Regions from separate parts of the Mus musculus genome. Here all the other regions are linked to region 1. Evidence: chromatin contacts called from public Hi-C and Micro-C data. All regions are on one chromosome and are shown on one strand. The core of a region is the stretch at or near the end of the contact, and the rest is flanking DNA. Distances in the headings are between cores, read along the strand shown.

The links. Hi-C and Micro-C count contacts between places; a contact is called where the count stands out from the background.
Region 2: a contact with region 1 is called in a Micro-C map of muscle stem cells, with 2.8 times the contacts expected there. The contact joins the enhancer-like site here to the promoter of Musk in region 1. A contact is called at or near these places in 2 of 39 promoter capture datasets (frontonasal cranial neural crest and second pharyngeal arch cranial neural crest), 1 of 15 datasets of contacts at CTCF or cohesin (the NIH/3T3 cell line), 4 of 484 Hi-C or Micro-C datasets (bone marrow-derived macrophages, embryonic cerebral cortex, muscle stem cells and 1 more) and 2 of 9 other capture datasets (adipose tissue and liver).
Region 3: a Hi-C map of muscle stem cells shows a contact between it and region 1, with 2.4 times the contacts expected there. The contact joins the enhancer-like site here to the promoter of Musk in region 1. A contact is called at or near these places in 9 of 39 promoter capture datasets (the 3T3-L1 cell line, 3T3-L1-derived adipocytes, the HPC-7 cell line and 5 more), 1 of 15 datasets of contacts at CTCF or cohesin (the NIH/3T3 cell line), 8 of 484 Hi-C or Micro-C datasets (the C2C12 cell line, cortical neurons, cumulus cells and 3 more), 2 of 115 datasets of contacts at active chromatin or transcription factors (the NIH/3T3 cell line and fibro-adipogenic progenitors) and 2 of 9 other capture datasets (adipose tissue and macrophages).

The regions. Positions count from the first base shown.
Region 1 is chr4:58,284,614-58,287,289 of GRCm38.p6, reverse strand. Musk (muscle, skeletal, receptor tyrosine kinase) reads right to left here and starts at 1,328. Exons shown (of 15, transcript NM_001037129.1): 1 at 1,100-1,328. The coding sequence starts at 1,178.
Region 2 is chr4:58,519,417-58,522,092 of GRCm38.p6, reverse strand. The region is part of intron 1 of Lpar1 (lysophosphatidic acid receptor 1); the gene reads left to right. Among named protein-coding and RNA genes, the nearest start is that of Lpar1, 33 kb to the left of the region's middle. Within about 2 kb of position 1,377, at least 12 of the 459 cell types and tissues checked have an H3K27ac peak or open chromatin away from gene starts, as enhancers often do. A contact at or near this core is called in muscle stem cells, where this site is marked.
Region 3 is chr4:58,468,513-58,471,188 of GRCm38.p6, reverse strand. All of the region lies in intron 3 of Lpar1 (lysophosphatidic acid receptor 1), which reads left to right. Among named protein-coding and RNA genes, the nearest start is that of Mir3095, 29 kb to the right of the region's middle. Within about 2 kb of position 1,333, at least 51 of the 459 cell types and tissues checked have an H3K27ac peak or open chromatin away from gene starts, as enhancers often do. A contact at or near this core is called in the C2C12 cell line, the NIH/3T3 cell line, muscle stem cells and 1 more, where this site is marked.

The sequences.
Region 1 (2,676 bases), core at 79-2,578:
GCTGTCTGTTACGTGAGACCCATGGCCTCGGGGTTCTAGAACCTTAGGTGAACTATAAAATTTAAAGATGTGCTTCCTACGTACATACAAATGCCATTCATTAATTATTCAAGATAAGATTTTTCAGTACTTTGGCAACCCAGTGGAAACAGGAAACAATCCATCTGACTGAAATCTAGAACTCTGCATAACGCTGTTGTAGGACACTTTTTCTCATGGCACCATCTGATAGCATTTAGTCTGCTTTTTCATGCCCTGCCTTGAAGCTCCCTTCTCTTTGCAAATCACGTATTTTCCACTCTTCCTGATTCTAGCTTTCAAAATTCTCGGCCAGAAACCACTGCTCTGTGGACATTCTTGCTGCTGCAACAGGTGTTTGTCACTTTCTTAAGTTGCTTTCCCCCTTAGGTGGTGTTATTTCCGGTACATTCCAAAGGCACTGGAAAAAAAAAAAAGCTAGTGCAACCACTTGCCAAGCCCAAATCATGACCCCAGTAGCAAAGTTACGGAGAATCTGTTGTCTCTGGGCTTTTATTGGCACTTGTCTTCCGTGTGTCTTTCTCTGGATCTGATTTCTAGCTACTAAAATGTTCACTAAGAGTTTGGTAAAAAAAAAAAAAAAAAAAAAAAAAAAAAAAACAAAACTGAAAGTAGAGACGACTTTTTCTCAGGAGCAAAACACTCTGGATTTCTGGAAATGGAGTGGATTATATTCTTGGCAAGCCCTGTATGGAACGTTTTTGATCGTTCATTTAGACCACCCCAGTGTCTGACAGAAAAAGAGCCGACCTAGGTTAACTCATGGTCTGCCTGGTAATGTCTCCCTAGAAGGGAGGTCTCTGCACACATCATGTTGTGTTTAATTGTAGAACTTAGAAGGGAACTATCATCAGAGAAGAACCAATCAGTCTGTATATGCTTCTCTCTCTCTCTCTGTCTCTCCCCGTCTTTCTCTCTCTCTGTGTGTCTGTCTCTCTGTCTCTCTCTCTCTCTGTGTGTCTCTCTCTCTCTCTCTCCATACATTCTATCCCTACATCACACAATGAATCAGTCACTATGAAGCTCACACGCACTGTAGGGCAAGATTGTACAGACCAACCTTTTGGAAGTTTCTCAGTCCCGCTGAAGGCAACCAGGGTGAGCATCTGTAACAGTGGAATGTTGACAAGCTCTCTCATGATTAATCCAGGCTCAGGAAGAAAGGTTGCTTCTGGACAACGTGAGGAAAAAAAAAAAAAAAAAAAAAACAAAAAACACGCTCCCGGGTTTACATTTTAAAGCATGGTTTGTTACAATAGAGTTGTCCGCTAAGGACTGTTTGTGTCTGCAGCGCCACCGGCTCTAAGTAGAATCAGGAATCCTCAAACCTGGCTGTAATGATGGACGTGGCCAGCTGGGGAGAACTCACTCAGGCCAGTAATGCAAGTGGAGGGCTGGAGGAACAAGGGAAAGAAAATCCCTTCAGAATCCCTTTTAAGACGGTGGCAGAAGGACAATACCAGATGCCTTTCTCGGCCATCATTGCTTTCCCTGAGCTCCAGCGTTCCTAATGCGAGGTCCATCCCCCACCTCTCCTGCACTCAAATGAGGAATCTGGATCAAACTAATTTTGACTTTCTTCATCGCTCACCTGACTCCCAGCTGATGGCCAGCCTAGCCCAGCTGCTCCGGATTTCAACCCCTACACGTTCCTTGAATTCTTCCCCTTTTCCCCTGCTCTAGTAAGGTATGACTAACCTGTTTCTTAGGCAATCATTACAAGTCTTACACTTTTATCCCTGGGATATTATGAACATGAGATAGCCTCTCCTGTCCCAAAGGCTGCAGTGATTTCTTGTCACATAAAAATACATGCAATCCTCTCTGCTGTGACATAAGGGGACTCGCTGGCATCTACTTGTCTCTCTAGCTTCGTCTTTTATGATCCAGGTTTCTTACTAGTCTGTATCATATTTGATGGCCTGCTGGCAGTGAATTGTTTCCAAGCAACCCTAACTGACTAGAGGGCTGATATCTTCCCACATTTGTGGTCGACTGCATGAAACCATACCTACCACCTACCCCTGAAACATAAAGGCTGGCTGCACCAGTTCTTCCAGTAGGATCTTCCAGTAGGATGCAACCTTAAGATGGTGCTGAAGTAATGTTCATGAAAGCATACTGTATTCATGACTTCTTTTATTGTTATGAATTTGTTCACTGTTATGATGGAAACTACCTAGTTTCCATTCCAAATTATAGCAATTACTGTAACAGGTGTTAACAAGAAGACGGAGGAAAAGAACATTTATACATTGTTGATAGGATCTAAGTCAGAGAGAGAGAGAGAGAGAGAGAGAGAGAGAGAGAGAGAGAACATCTGGTCACACTGCATTCACACTTAGCAAGCAGAGACAGCTAAAGGTTGTGTTCAACTTGCTTTCTTCTTTCTCTTTTTTGATTTATCCAGGGCCAAAACCCATGCAATGATGGCACCCACATTTGGGGTAGGTCTTCCCTCCTTCACCTTTCTGGACACATCTTTGCAGACATGGTCAGAGGTGTGTCTCCTAGGTGACTACATATCACAGCTGCAAACCATAGTAATGAAGGCAAAACTTCGAGTCTCCAATTTTCATTTTGTAAAACCATCTTAAATGTAGTTCATATACACCCTATGTAAACAAAAACACAGTA
Region 2 (2,676 bases), core at 128-2,627, 230 kb before region 1:
GCCTCTGGGATTAATGGGGGTCTTTTGGGTGGATCTGCCTCTCACACTTAGGCTGGTGGTCCTGTGCAGTGAACAGCTTGCCCTGCTGGCAAAGATGATGCCGTGTAGGCCCTGTCACCTGACTACTAAACCAGGAGAGACCCCCTAGCTCTGTTTTCCTATCAAGGCCTCTTATCAAGGAGGGTCCCATTGTTCTGGAGTTATAATCATCTTCTTCCTGTACACAACCCAGCATGTTCAGGAGCCTATGGACCAATGGATGATTTGTGGTGCTTACTGACTTAGGAGAGAAACTTTGATACTGGTCAGAGAAGGGAGAATAAGCTAATGTTTGTCTTTCTCATCTCCTGGATTCCTATGTTGAAATTCTAATCCCCAGGGTAATTACATTAGGAGATGGTGATTAAGTCAGGAGAGTGGAACCTTCATGAGTGGTGGTGACTTTATAAAAGGTGGGTCCTGAGTGTCCTCTTTGTTTTGTGTGAATTGTGAGAATTCAGTGGTTAGGCGGAAGGTCTCATACCAGTACCCATCTCTGCTGTTAGTGTCGATGGATCATAGACTTCTGATCTTCAGAACAATGAGAAATCTGCTTGTTGTAGAGGCCACTTAGGCAATGGTGGAGGCCAGGGCAGTGCAAATGCACTAATAAGAAGCTAGCTGGCCATGCCTACAGGTAGCAGAGCAGCATAGGCGGACGCTCCTCATGGTTTTCTCTGGGAGAGACTCATATTCTGGCGAGTAAGGTGGAGAGGGGGAGGGGGAGGGCTGACCCTTCTGATCCAGCTGTTCTTTCTTCTCGGCAACTGTAGCTCCCATGGAACGTTGTCTGTTGTTAATTTGTCTCCTTCTGCGCTGTAGTCACCGTCTTCCCAGGTCCCTCTCAATCACTGTTCGTGACTTTGGGCTGTTTGGAGGTTTTTGTCTTTTTGTTTTTGCTTATCTGTATTTTTACTAGAAATTGGGTGTGCTCTGTGGTAAATTGGGGATGATGTCGTCTTTACTCGGAAGTTTGCAAGCCTTATTGATTAACTACAGCTGTTGATGCTAATGAACTATCTCTGTGTTGAGCTGGTGTGAAAGCTGTTAGACTTGACTGTTCTTAAGGATCGATGCAGCCGCTCCAGGAAGAACACGGCATATAGGAGCCATCTTTCCACAGATCACATGCCATCTGCAAATGACAAAAAAAAAAAAAAAAAAAAAAAAAAGCTGCCCATCTCTACAATTTCCTGTCTTCTTTTAAAATTACAACCTAATAACTTAAAAAAAAAGCCTTTGTGTAAGTTAGAATTTCCTTTTCCAGTTGAGCTGTGATATGATCTCAGGCTCGTGAACAGGATATGAATGTAGGAGACCTCAGACCTTCTGGCCAGCTCATTTAGCAGAGGAGAGCTTGCCGCAGACTTTGTCTAAAGTTGCTGTTTTCAGCAGCAGTAGCCTCTCCCACTAAGATGCTCATAAGATGCTCAGCATCCAGCCGCTTCATCCTATGGGCCGACTCCAGGAAGATGTGGGGACATTCTCTTCTGGTTAAGCTCTATTAAAAAGCCGTGTGTTCTTAGGCTCTTGGCTGAGTGTTTTGTACCCGAGACTTATAAATGGCAACACCTTCTCTCAGAATGGTGCCTTTAGAATTACAGCTAAAGTCTTTACTGAATGAGTCAGAAAATTTCTCCTAAGACATTTTCTAGTAGTCTTTAGAAATGGCCTTCAGTTTGGATTAAAGTCCACTTTGCTTTAGTTTTTAAGAGAAAGGACCCATTTTGTCTCTTAGACTGGGTATTAAAAATACATATGACTGTGTTTTTGTTTTTGTTTTTGTTTTCTCACAGTCTTGAGCTGTCTGCTCTCTGTTCTGTACAAGGCCTTGTGGAGGCCTTGATCTATGAAATGGACAGTGTAGTGAGTAGATCCTTGGGTGAACTCTGGACCACCAGCACCAGCTTGGCCAGGGATTCATTGTTAAATCATGTTAATAGGCCCAGCCTATACCGACTGAGTCAGGGACTCAGCAGCTTGAGGCCTGCGACCTGCTTCTGAACAGTCATTCCAGTGGACACTTGGGACTACGTGTTGTAGTTCGAGAACTGGTTGACTGCACATCTGGCTTTCAAGGTTAACTCACTTTGAGAGCCTGTGAAAATATGGATTCTAGGTCCTATCCATAGAACAGGAGTCAGGAGGTCTTGGCAGGGTCTGGGAGTCAGGGTTTTCTTTGGAAGAGTGTACTCCATTTCCCACTCTGTCTAATGGATTACTCAGCAGCTGTTGTGTTCATCGTAACAACTTGTTCCAACTGGGATCTTTAAAGAATTCAGGTTGCAGATAATGGCATGTAATCTAAAGTTAGCTTCTGAGTTCCTTAAGAAATTTCATTTCAGAAATAATAAATACCTTAAAAAATGTAGATATCTAGGTCCTACTAGGTTAAAACCCCTCATTGAGTTTGGTTAAACCTGCATTGTTTAGCGTTCATTTTGTGTGTTATAGCAACTGAGAATGATGAGTTTTTAATATTTTACTATTTATTGACAGTTGCTATAAGATATTGTCATATTAATATCTTTATGTATTTTGTATCATACACAGGGCAACTCTTACCAAGATTTAGTAGATCTCTCGGTATCTTCCCTCTTTCTCAATATTATGCAACTTTTTTCTTCTTTTGATTTA
Region 3 (2,676 bases), core at 84-2,583, 180 kb before region 1:
TGTGTGTGTGTGTGTGTGTGTGTTGTATATGTGTGTTGTATGTGTTTGTTGTGTATGCATGTGTGTGATGTGTATGTGCAGTGTGTATAGAGTGTAAGTGCACATGTATGTGTGTGTTGTATGTGTTTGTTGTGTGTGATGTGTATGTGCGGTGTGTATAGAGTGTAAGTGCACATGTATGTGTGTGTATGTATGTGTATGTGTGTGGTGTGTTTGTTGTATATCTAGGTGTGTGATGTGTGTGTATGTGTGTGTGTGTGTGTGTGTGTTATTGAATAGCCAAATAGTTGTGGAGATGAAGCCCTATCTTTATCTCCTTTAGTAAAGGGGAGAGATTATTTTCATTGCCAACACTTTCTATTCTTTCTATCAACACTACTATGCATCTATCCCATAGTCTTTACAACACTAATGACTGAGCATGGCTATTAAAATGGGTAATGAAGTAGAAGGTGTGATTAATCAGTTGTGTTGTAGATTATTGTGCAGATGTGGTACTGTGCTAAGACCGATGGCATTCTGTACTGGAATTTTCTAGTATTTTATTTAGTTCAACCTGGATTTTACCACTTCTGGAGCAAGAAGTCTGTCACTAATGTGTCTGCACATGAAGCAGTACATACTAAAGTTGGAAATGGGAGCAGAAAATATTTTTCCATGTATATGCTATGCTCAGTCAGTAGCATACTGTGAGACTGTGTGGCTGCTGTTACAGAGTGGCAGTACTGTCCCTTGGCAACTATTGACTCTCCTGTGGTCATTTATGTATGACCACATGTATGAGTCATATATGTAGTTACATCCTGAATGGCTTATCTGGTTGTGTAATAATTTGGCTCACTGTTTTAATTAGATGCTGATGACAGGGTTTTCCCCTATCTTCATAAGTGTGACTATTTGAATGCTGATCCACGTGTAATTGAATTTTGTTGGGGTTATTTTCTGCACTGTGTTTTGTAAGTTGGCTTCCGTCTTTTCAGTAGTTTAACACATAGCCACACTTAGAACATTCTCAGTCTGTCACCCTTTCTGATGGAACTGAGGAAATTTTTGGTGTTAAATCTTCTCGAATAAGTTATACAAAGACAATGTTTAAACTTTTATTCATTCTGATATAAATTTTCACAACTAAATCATTTACTGTTATGAATTTTTATTTTTATTTAATTTTTGATATAAATTATACTAAATTGTGTGGCATTTGCTCAATTTCAGCTTTATTTTAATTTTTTCCCTACCAAATGTTAAGTTTTATTTTTAGTCTTAGGGGAGTTTCTGAAACCATACATTGGTGATGACGGGTCTCACGAAGGACTCACTGGTCTTTGGAACTCAGTGACTCATACTTTGTCATACATGGGTAAGGTTCTGAGCAAGAACCCTTCCCCTTTTACTTTAGTTGAGAATTTCCTACAATGTGTTTTTATTACACTCACCCCCCCATGCCTCCCAGATTCACCCCCTTCCTTACCCACCCAACTTTGTGTCATCAAAAACAAACAAACAAACAAACAAAACAAAACAAAACTAAACAAAAACCCCCAAAACTATCAAGGGTAATTTTGAGCAAGAATCTTAATCTCTTTGAAATTCAGTCCTGTTATCAGCCAAACATAGGAACTACTTCCCTAATGATCATGTGTGATGGTCAGGAAGGATGGTCTTTTTATAGGAGATGCTGTCTGGGTGTCAAAGATGGGCACTTTTGCAGCTGCTCATATACAGTTTACAGTATATAGGGCAGTGACCCAAAATTTTAAAAACGTTTGGCACGTGGTGTGAGAAACATGCTAACTATTCTAGCTCCAGGCTCTTCGCCTGCTGGGGAGTGATGTTAGATCGTCCATTTAACCTTCATGACGACTTCCTGTCTACTCCATGATGGCTTGCACTACATCAAGGTTTTGCCAAGTGTGATCCAAGGACCACCTGCGTCTGAGTCACCGGGATGCTTGTTAAAGGGTACTGGGTCTCTGCCCAGACCTACTGTAGTGGAGTCTTTGTGTTGGCACCCAGACATGAATATGTCAGTCACACAAGTCTGACAGGGCCACCAGTCTCTAGCTTTGGTTTAAATGGCCTGGTATTCAACTTTTTTTTTTTTCAACTTAAAAATTCTACTTTTTACTTTTTCCAGAAAAATTGGCACTATTGTTTTTTTTGGTTCCATTTAACTATTGAGTACCTGTGACAGTCCCAGGCATATCAGTTTGCATACCTGCTTTGAGAGAGAGAGAGACAGAGAGACAGAGAGACTCAGAGACAGACAGACAGACAGACAGACAGACAGAGACAGAGACAGGATGGGGAGAGAAATGGAAAGAAGAGTTTCTGGACAAGGCTCAAAACAGATAAAATTCTTAAGTCCCGAACAACTCCTTTCAATGCAAACTCATATTTTCATACAGGAAGGTTGATCTCAAAAGTATTTGAAATGACCACTCCAGTTATGACACCTCAGGAAAGTGTGTCACATACAACTCAGTGGTTACAGCAATACCTTCAGAAGTTACAGAATCTCCTAGAGGCATGGGAATTTCTCTGAAAGTCTTTTATTTCTCTCGGGAAGAGATAGAACACAATGCCCCCCTTTTTAAATTAAGCCAGTAACAGTTATATATCTCTGCCTGGGAACTTTGTTGAGAAGGGGACACTGGCTGTTTACTTCTTCCCAGG